Linked DNA regions of Mus musculus: region 1 is linked to region 2. Evidence: chromatin contacts called from public HiChIP or PLAC-seq data. All regions are on one chromosome and are shown on one strand. Each heading gives the region's core, a stretch centred on a gene start, on an enhancer-like site or on the middle of the called end of the contact. The rest is flanking DNA. Distances are from core to core; before and after follow the strand shown. Region 1 has its middle 38 kb from the start of Oxr1. Region 2 has its middle 11 kb from the start of Gm46502.

The links. HiChIP or PLAC-seq counts read pairs in DNA pulled down with a chosen protein or histone mark.
Region 1: an H3K27ac HiChIP or PLAC-seq map of embryonic stem cells shows a contact between it and region 2, with 9 read pairs. The contact joins two enhancer-like sites. A contact is called at or near these places in 1 of 15 datasets of contacts at CTCF or cohesin (the NIH/3T3 cell line), 6 of 484 Hi-C or Micro-C datasets (cumulus cells, embryonic stem cells, forebrain and 1 more) and 4 of 115 datasets of contacts at active chromatin or transcription factors (astrocytes and embryonic stem cells).

The regions. Positions count from the first base shown.
Region 1 is chr15:41,406,809-41,411,579 of GRCm38.p6, reverse strand. No RefSeq gene overlaps it. Among named protein-coding and RNA genes, the nearest start is that of Oxr1, 38 kb to the left of the region's middle. Within about 2 kb of position 2,624, at least 7 of the 459 cell types and tissues checked have an H3K27ac peak or open chromatin away from gene starts, as enhancers often do. A contact at or near this core is called in embryonic stem cells, where this site is marked.
Region 2 is chr15:41,160,642-41,165,180 of GRCm38.p6, reverse strand. No RefSeq gene overlaps it. Among named protein-coding and RNA genes, the nearest start is that of Gm46502, 11 kb to the left of the region's middle. Within about 2 kb of position 1,405, at least 74 of the 459 cell types and tissues checked have an H3K27ac peak or open chromatin away from gene starts, as enhancers often do. A contact at or near this core is called in embryonic stem cells, where this site is marked.

The DNA of each region.
Region 1 (4,771 bases), core at 1,375-3,874, 250 kb before region 2:
ACTCACTCACAAGCAACAGTAATGGTAAAGAACAGATGTGGGGATCCTAGGTATTTGAGCAATATTCTTCATAAAATCACAAATGGTTGATGCTGCCCTTTAACATTGATCCGTGATGATCGCAACCAGCATGTTCATCATAAAAGTATGTGTACTGGCTGGTTTTATGTGTCAAGTTGACACAGGCTGGGATTATCACAGAGAAAGGAGCTTCAGTTGGGGAAGTGCCTCCATGAGATCCAGCTGTGGGGTATTTTCTCAATTAGTGATCAAGGGGGAAAGGACCCTTGTGGGTGGTGCCATCTCTGGGCTGGTAGTCTTGGTTCTATAAGAGAGCAAGCTGAGCAAGCCAGGGGAATCAAGCCAGTAAGGAACATCCCTCCATGGCTTCTGCATCAGCTCCTGCTCCCTGACCTGCTTGAGTTCCAGTCCTGACTTCCTTTGGTGATGAACAACAGTATGGAAGTGTAAGCCAAATAAACCCTTTCCTCCCCAACTTGCTTCTTGGTCATGATGTTTGTGCAGGAATAGGAACCTTGATTAAGACAGTATGTTTCATATGTGGGGAGTATGAAATAACATAATAAACATATTAACCATGCATACACATATAAAACATTCTCAGCTTTATCGTAATTACATTATGTAAATAATGGACAGAGTATAAATCATTCTGGTTTTTTGGAGTGTAATTTTGCCAATTGTTATCAAAATCACAAATGTGATCAGGACACTAGCACTTGCACAGTGGACAGATGATTCATTGGAAAAAATCATCAGAGTGCTATACTTGTAACAGCAAAAGACTGAAAACAACTAAAATGTTAGTCGATATATGAGGAATAAAGTAAAAATAGTGTATTCATACAACGGTTCAACTTGCAGATACTTAAAATATCAGAAGCTTTTAATACAGTGAATTGAAATGATATTTTTCAAGATGCACAGACTGTTAATACAAAGTACAAAGAAGTTGGTTACTAGAATGCTATTTGTGCAAACAAGAGAGAGGACAGCAAGGATGCCCTTATCCTAGTGTAGCACATCTTTGGTGGGTCACATCAGGAACTGATATTGCTAGCAGTCAAGGAAGAAAGTGGATAATTGCACATCAGTGATAGAAGACAGATCTATGTACCATGAATAATGAAACTATAAATAAATTACCTACTCAAGAATGAAATGTAGTAAGAAAAATAGAGGAAAATGCCTATTCATGACCAGTGATCTTTTTCAATTAAGATTTAAAATGTCATCTTAATTTTAGAAACAATGCCATACCCTGGACATCTGTAGTTGGCACAAACTTGTTTTGGACTGTAACAGACACAGTGAATCTGCAGAACCCATTCATCTTCATATTAAACAAATGGGAGATTTAAAGGGCAAGTCAGTCAGATGGATTGTCTTGTCTTTCTCACTTTCAAATGGCACTAGTAATTTCTACCATTTCTCCTGGGGCCTGGTATACTTTCCTGCTTATAACTGTGGTGAGCTAAAAGATCACCCGAGATGCCAGTAGATCAGGCCCTCTAGCCAATTGTTATGCTTTCCACTAAAGCTCTTCTCTTTCTCAAAAGGCACGCTATTTGAAGGGAGATCCACAGCAGGGCTTATCTCCAGTTTTCTGTAAGATAGCTAGGTGGATGGATGGATGGATGGGTGGATGGGTGGATGGGTGGATGGGTGGATGGGTGGATGGATGGGTGGATGGATAGATAGAACAGAGAACAGAGACAAGCAGATAGACATAATCAGAAAAACAAAGGATGGAGACTACTTCAAAAGCTCTAAATTCTTACTCATCTGATTTAACACAAGAAATTCCTCTTAATAGTATAAATTCTACTGTAGCCTCCCTCAGCCTTGAAGCAGGCTGATCCAGACTTTGACCTTGCTGCCACTAAGAAGGAGATTACCTAGGGTAGAGCCTTCTGACCTTGATGGCTCTATTTGCTCTTCTCCAAGACTCTGCTTTCTGCTGAAAGGTCCTTGAGACGTTCCGGAGACACACCCTGTAGATCGCCTACTGCCTTGCTCCAGGCACCGAGAATGGGCTGGCGGGGGATGGGCCTCTTATAAGCACGGACTCTCAGTAAACTTCAGAGGCTTTGAACAGAAAGATTTGTCTTGACCTCATTCTTTTCTCACCGTCTGATCTCTTTCAGCCCCAGCCCGCCTTTCAGGGGAACCCAGTTCATGTGGCCCCAGGCAGCTACATTCTACGACCCTTCTAAACTTGTATCAAAATACCCTTGAAGTGATCACGTATTTACTATCCATGACTTATTTATTTTCTCCAAAAATTCTGTATGCCTAACCATTTTCAATAAAGACTTGGTTTGGTTTATGAGACTAGACGTAGACTTTTCATGCTCCCCTTTGCACTGACCAGGCTCAACATAGATCTGAAATTGCTCTCTCTGAGATCACCCTTCAGTATTGGGAGCACTACCAGTTATTAAACGGCTTCTACTTTGCTAGTTATTACAATGAAGTATAGAAACGTATCAGGAGCACAGCTCTAATTCAGGTTCAAGAAACACATTAACCCAGCACACACGAACTGCACCAGAATTTGTGGCTGCACTGAACTGAGTGAGGCTGTTGCTGAGTCAGGAGCCCATGGTGTTAGTCCCAGAACTTAACAGTTCTCTAGAATTCCTGGATCGTTTGGTAGAGGCACACCACATGTCTTCAAACTCCTATTCCTTTTCTTCCGATAGTCTTTCGTTTCTCTTTCCTGGGATGGGTGGGCAGGAACCACGGAATCTTGTGAGTAAAGTATCTGTGTCATCTGCCCCCAGCCCTGAGCTCTGGATATCTCACTGGAGGCTCTAGCACGCCTGTTAATCCTCTCATAAGAACACACAGATGGTTGTATATTTTTTGCTCTCTGCTTTTAGTAGATGCTAGGACTGGAAGATGGGGGCAATTTCCTTTCCTTTACTGATTTTCAGGAAAAAGAAGTAGTCATATTTATTTATAATGTAAAACTTCCTTACTTAACATCAATCTAACCAGAGTATCATGAGCTTGGTTATCTTTGACTCCTACCTGTTTCTTTCATGTACATTTTGTTTTAAGAAAACAACAACAACAACAACAACAACAACAAAAAACCAACTCTTGTCTTTGCTGTTTTTTTCCTCATCTCAGATCTTTACTTAAAATGAATAATTAAAACCACACAACTAAAAACACCAGAAACCATGCAGTCAAAGTAATTTATTTTAATTAAAATTTGATTCACAGGATTCAAACTTGTCCCATAAGGCAAAAACTTGCAGCCAAATTCAGAGGATGTCTGGGGAGCCTGGCAAAAGTCCATCAGCATTTCTAATACCAGTATAAGCTTAAGATCATTAAAACGACTCCAGGGAAATAAGTAGCAATGATGAGAAAAAAAATAGATATTAATGTATATTTCAATGTTTGATCTGGAGGGACTATGGACGCTGTTGGGCTCCGAAGTTTAAAGATACTGACAATTTCAGAAAAGGAACCTAACAATATTTAAATGCAGTGTAAAAGTGCAAGTTTATATGTCCAAAGTAGCAAAATAAAGTTAATATAAGGATGGACAGTCAAGAGTAGAAATAAAATGCATGCATTATTAGAGAAATGAAATTCCTTACTTTGTAATTCAACTTCTAAAGAAGCACACTTGCAAAGGATTTGGGAAGCAAAGGCAGTCTGAGTTCAAGGCCAGATTTGTCTGTATAGTGAGTTCCCTGTAGCCAGAGATACACAGTGAGATTCTGTCTCAAACCAAACAAACACATAAAAAGATTGTAAAACAGAAGAACCATGTTTGCAATAATCACATGGAAACAGCATCATCAACACACTAGAACTATCTTCTTATAGCCTCGTGTCTTTAACTTCACTTCTATTTCTAAATGTTAACACTTTTTTTTTTCCTGGTATGGGGATTGAACCCAAAGCCTTGGACACACTAGGGAAATATTTTGCATCATGTGTGTGTGTGTGTATGTGTGTGTGAATTTTATACTTTGAATTCTAAAATATAATGAATAAATATGTACTTTTATTTTATGTTATCAAGCCAGGCTTCTGACCGTGCCAGTAAACCTGCTCTGTGCTGAGCTAGGCCCGGGCATAACTCCTTTTCCTGTCTGCATGTCACCTGACCTCACTTCTCCTAACCACTGGCGTCTCTCACACCTAATGTTTGTCCTTCAGCTCTTTCATTGAAGATACAACACATGTCAGATAATATCTCAGGAACTAGGATCCAGAAGTGGACAAATCCAGGCCAGCCTGAATATTTAAAGTGATAGATGTTCATAAATGATTATTAAATCCAGTCAAAAGAAATACTCAAGTGAAAGAGAAGATGGGCTATATGAATAATTGAGAAACTTTATTCTGTTTATTTCTCTGCTTTCGTTAGACTAAAAATAATAATCAGGATTGACTTTATGTGAGAATCATGTTGCACTTCATCTAAAATGATAAAAGAAGTTGTCAGCCATACTTGGTTTCTGATGCTATAATACTTGGAGTTTTATCTGTCAAGAGTATACCATAAAAACACCTGGATGAACTGAGCATAGTGGTATACACCTTTAATCCCAGCACTTGGGAGGCAGAAGCACTCTGATTTCTGTATTTAAGACCAAGCTGGTCTACATGTCATGTTCCAGGCCACTCAAGTTAACACAAGACGTGGTGTCAAAAGAAATGGGTACAAACAAATGAGTAAACAAAGGAGCACAGTATCCAAATAACTGTGTAGGATGACCCC
Region 2 (4,539 bases), core at 156-2,655:
TTCTGAATTTAGCAGCATGAACTTCTACATGGGTTCGGAAGCACGGAAGTTCAAGGATACTTAGCCATCACTGCGGAAGGGGTGGGCGTAGGTGGGGTGGGGTGGGGGGTGGGGGTGGTAGGTTTTTTTCCTTGATAATATCAACAAAAGAAGGCTGTATGTAGCTTCTGGAATTAAATGGGTGCAGTTTCTTGTTCTTTGTTTTTCCTCCAAGCTGGGGACTGAGGTGAAAACCTGGAGGTGGTTAATTTAATGACTAGACGAGGAGGAAAATGAACCTAAAACCTTCCCACTGCTTCTGTAGACTTCAGTGTCAGACGTTTTTATCCATTAGTAGTTTTACAACACGTTATTAACCCATATCAGTTTTGCCATATTTCATAATAGGATGGATTTTTTTCAGCTATACAAATAGTGACCACTATGAAATGTATTTTATTATGAAATAGTTGAACATTTATAATTGACTGATAGCATATTAGGTTTATTTATAACGATGTCATTTGTGCGACCAAAATTAAACAGAGCGACTTTTGATGAATAGGGATTAAGTTTGCGCTCCCAGCACATCTAGTTACTTTGGAATCTGAAGATGGCATTGTAAGACTCTGATGAGCCTTAGCTTACTGGGGACCCCTGATTGAACCACTCAGAGTGGGGGAAGCATGCAAAAAGCAAGAGGAATTTATTGTTCCAATGCGTTTGGGGTCATCCTGCACCGGAAGGAGAGGCAGCCTCAAGCAGCCCAGTCAGGGAGTTTTTTATACAGTTTTCGGAGCAGCAGCCATTAGTCACAATGTGATTGGCAGAACAGTGTAATTTTTAAACTGATTGGTCACTAGGGGAATGAGGTGGCAAGAACTTCCCTTGTCTGTAGGTGGCCTTGTCTGTAGGTCTGTCCTACAGAATGTGTTTACCTCCTTTGGACCTCCCCAGCCTGCAGGTAGAGGTTGATCAGTGTCTCCCGCCCCACCTTGGCTGAGGAATGTTAATTAGCCCCTCCTTTCTGGAGGGGAGGGGTGCCTAAGTGTTCCATGACCTTTTTTCTTCCAGGAGGGGAGGGGTCTGGTGGCATTTTCCAAAGGTCCTGAACTGGCCTCTTCAACACACCATTAGGTGGGTGAATCCTTTGAATTCTCTGCTTCCCTTCGAATTGGGAAACAGTTTTCATTTACTTTCATAAAGTCGAAGGTAATAAAATGGCAGTTGTTTTTGTTGCCCGAGAAATGGAAGGAGCAAGTTCAAGGATAAAAATGAGTAACTGCTGTGGGCTGAGGTTGTTCGAATAAGCAATTCCGTTCTTTTGTGAAAAATTCTCGGTTCTCCATTAATTACATGAACTTCCTGTAGGGCTACAAAGTATCTGCGGCAGTTATTTAAAGAGCAGCACCACCTAGTGGCTAAATAATGCAACTACTTTATCCTAAACAGAAAAGAAAAACAGTTTCAATATCCAGACAGGTAGCTATCCAAACAGTGTCTGTTATTAGAACTATTCCTCACAAGTTTTCTTATTTACTGACTTCACTGTTTTAAAATATGGTTTTTTTTTAAAATAAAAAGGTCTGTAACCATAACAAATGTTAACTCTTCCATGTTCACTTTAAGAGCATTAAAAATTATTGGAAAGGTCACTGTGGTAATTTTAACATTGTGATCTTTAAAAATGAATTTTAAAGAACCTTTAAAATATTTGCTCCTTTAAGGCATTGAAATTCACTTACTAAAATTATTACATGTTTCTTATAGTCTCATTTGTACGGACATATTTTGAAGGCATTTAGTTCAAAAATCTTCAGCCATAAAATACCATCAGAATTCAAAAAGCCATTTGGAGAAGGACATATATTTATTATACTGTTAGTATGATTATTTAGAGTAGTGATTCTCAACTTAATTTTGGTATCACTTAATATAGTATCTCATCTTGTAACATGTTCCCCAGCCATAAAATTATTTTCATTGCTACTTCATAGCTGTAATTTTGCTAGTAGCATGAATGTAAATGTTTGTGTTTTCTGATGGTCTTAGGAGCCCCCTTGAAAAAATTGCGGGTCGCGACCCACAGTTTGAGAATCACTTATTTGGAGCCAGTCTTGCGCATCTACAGAAGCATTTGGTTCAGAATACAGTGTTGCTGCCCTCTTGTGGCTAGAAGAGCACACCGCGCCTGGATATGATCAGTCAAAGAGAAAGTTTTATAATTTAAGAAAGAAAAGAAAAAAAGGAATGCGAGCCGTTTTCACATTTGTTTATCCACCATAGCCAAAGTTCCAAATGCTTAGTTAATTTACTTACAGGGCCAACCAAAGGAAATGAACTTATTTGAACTTCCCATCTGAATTTATTTAACCATACACTCCCCCAACCACACACATACCCCTACTTACATAACTTTCACTAACCACTACAAACCCTGCAGAACATCTTTTGTAAAAGTACGAGTTAACACCTTTTACCTAATACTGCGGTAATTGGTTTTGTTCTCACTCTTAGTATCTTAAAGAATAAACTGCATCTAAGTTAAGCTGAAAATCCTCCCTTTGACTTCCATTTCATCCTGGGATGAGTTCAGTAGCTCTTTCCAAGGTGCAGGACATGCATTTTATGTGCTGAGATGCTCTGGCCCCTGTCGTTGTGGCACTGAATGGAAAACAAGCTTTCGATGCATGTTCCAAATGCAGAAGCCAAGCGCTTCCTACAATGTTGGCTGGGACACTGCTGCTAGGATGAATGGTGCTTTTCAGATTCCTCGCAGCAGAGAGAGCGGGTTTTCCAGGAGGAGTTCCGACTTCCTGTTTACATCTCTCATCTTGGATTAGGAGTTTTATGGAGGACTAAAGGAAAACAAGGCAGAAACAAAGGAGCGATTTAGCCTCTGCTTTAAGATACAGGCATCTTAGGGCAGCGTTTTTGTTTTTTTTTGTTTTTGTTCCCTGTCTGAAGGCTTCCTAAATACTTCTGTTTACAACAGCCCGCTTGGTACTTGACTTTATAAAGTAGGATCCAGTTGTGGAAGAGGAAGAAATAAAACGCGTCACTTGTTGGGTTTCAGAGAAAGCAAGCAATGGAGACAGCAAAAGTGGTGTTCATTAAAGGAATTTAGGGCATCATTTTGACCTTTAGTCTGGGGTTCTATGCCTTCTGTGATCTTGAGTTGTGTTTCATTTGCCATCTAGATTTGCACTTTTGAACAATGAATTCTTTTTTTTTTTAGAATTAATTTTTTATTAGGTATTTTCCTCATTTACATTTCCAATGCTATCCAAAAAGTCCCCAATACCCTCCGACCCCCCCCCCTCCCCTACCCACCCACTCCCACTTTTTGGCCCTGGCATTTCCCTGTACTGGGGCATATAAGTTTGCAAGTCCAATGGGCCTCTCTTTCCAGTGATGGCCAACTAGGCCATCTTTTGATACATATGCAGCTAGAGTCAAGAGCTCTGGGGTACTGGTTAGTTCATAATGTTGTTCCACCTATAGGGTTGCAGATCCCCCAAGCTCCTTGGGTACTTTCTCTAGCTCCTCCATTGGGGGCCCTGTGATCCATCCATTAGCTGACTGTGAGCATCCACTTCCGTGTTTGCTAGGCCCCTGCATTGTCTCACAAGAGACAGCGATATCTGGGTCCTTTCAGCAAAATCTTGCCAGTGTATGCAATGGTGTCAGCGTTTGGAAGCTGATTATGGGATGGATCCCTGGATATGGCAGTCTTTAGATGGTCCATCATTTCGTCACAGCTCCAAACTTTATCTCTGTAACTCTTTCCATGGGTGTTTTGTTCCCAATTCTAAGAAGGGGCACAGTGTCCACACTTTGGACTTTATTCTTCTTGAGTTTCATGCGTTTAACAAATTGTATCTTATATCTTGGGTATCCTAAGTTTTTGGGCTAATATCCACTTATCAGTGAGTACATATTGTGTGAGTTCCTTTGTGATTGTGTTACCTCATTCAGGATGATGCCCTCCAGGTCCATCCATTTGCCTAGGAATTTCATAAATTCATTCCTTTTAATAGCTGAGTAGTACTCCATTGTGTAGATGTACCACATTTTCTGTATCCATTCCTCTGTTGAGGGACATCAGGGTTCTTTCCAGCTTCTGGCTATTATAAATAAGGCTGCTATGAACATAGTGGAGCATGTGTCCTTCTTACCAGTTGGAACATCTTCTGGATATATGCCCAGTAGAGGTATTGCTGGATCCTCCAGTAGTACTATGTCCAATTTTCTGAGGAACCACCAGACTGATTTCCAGAGTGGTTGTACAAGCTTGCAATCCCACCAACAATGGAGGAGTGTTCCTCTTTCTCCACATCCTCACCAGCATCTGCTGTCACCTGAATTTTTGAACTTAGCCATTCTGACTGGTATGAGATGGAATCTCAGGGTTGTTTTGAATTGCATTTCCTTGATGATTAAGGATGTTGAACATTTTTTCAGGTGCTTCTCCGCCATTCAGTATTCCTCAGGTGAGAATTCTTTTGAACAATGAATTCTTCTGTGCACTATGCTTGCAAAGTCTGGTTGCTACATATC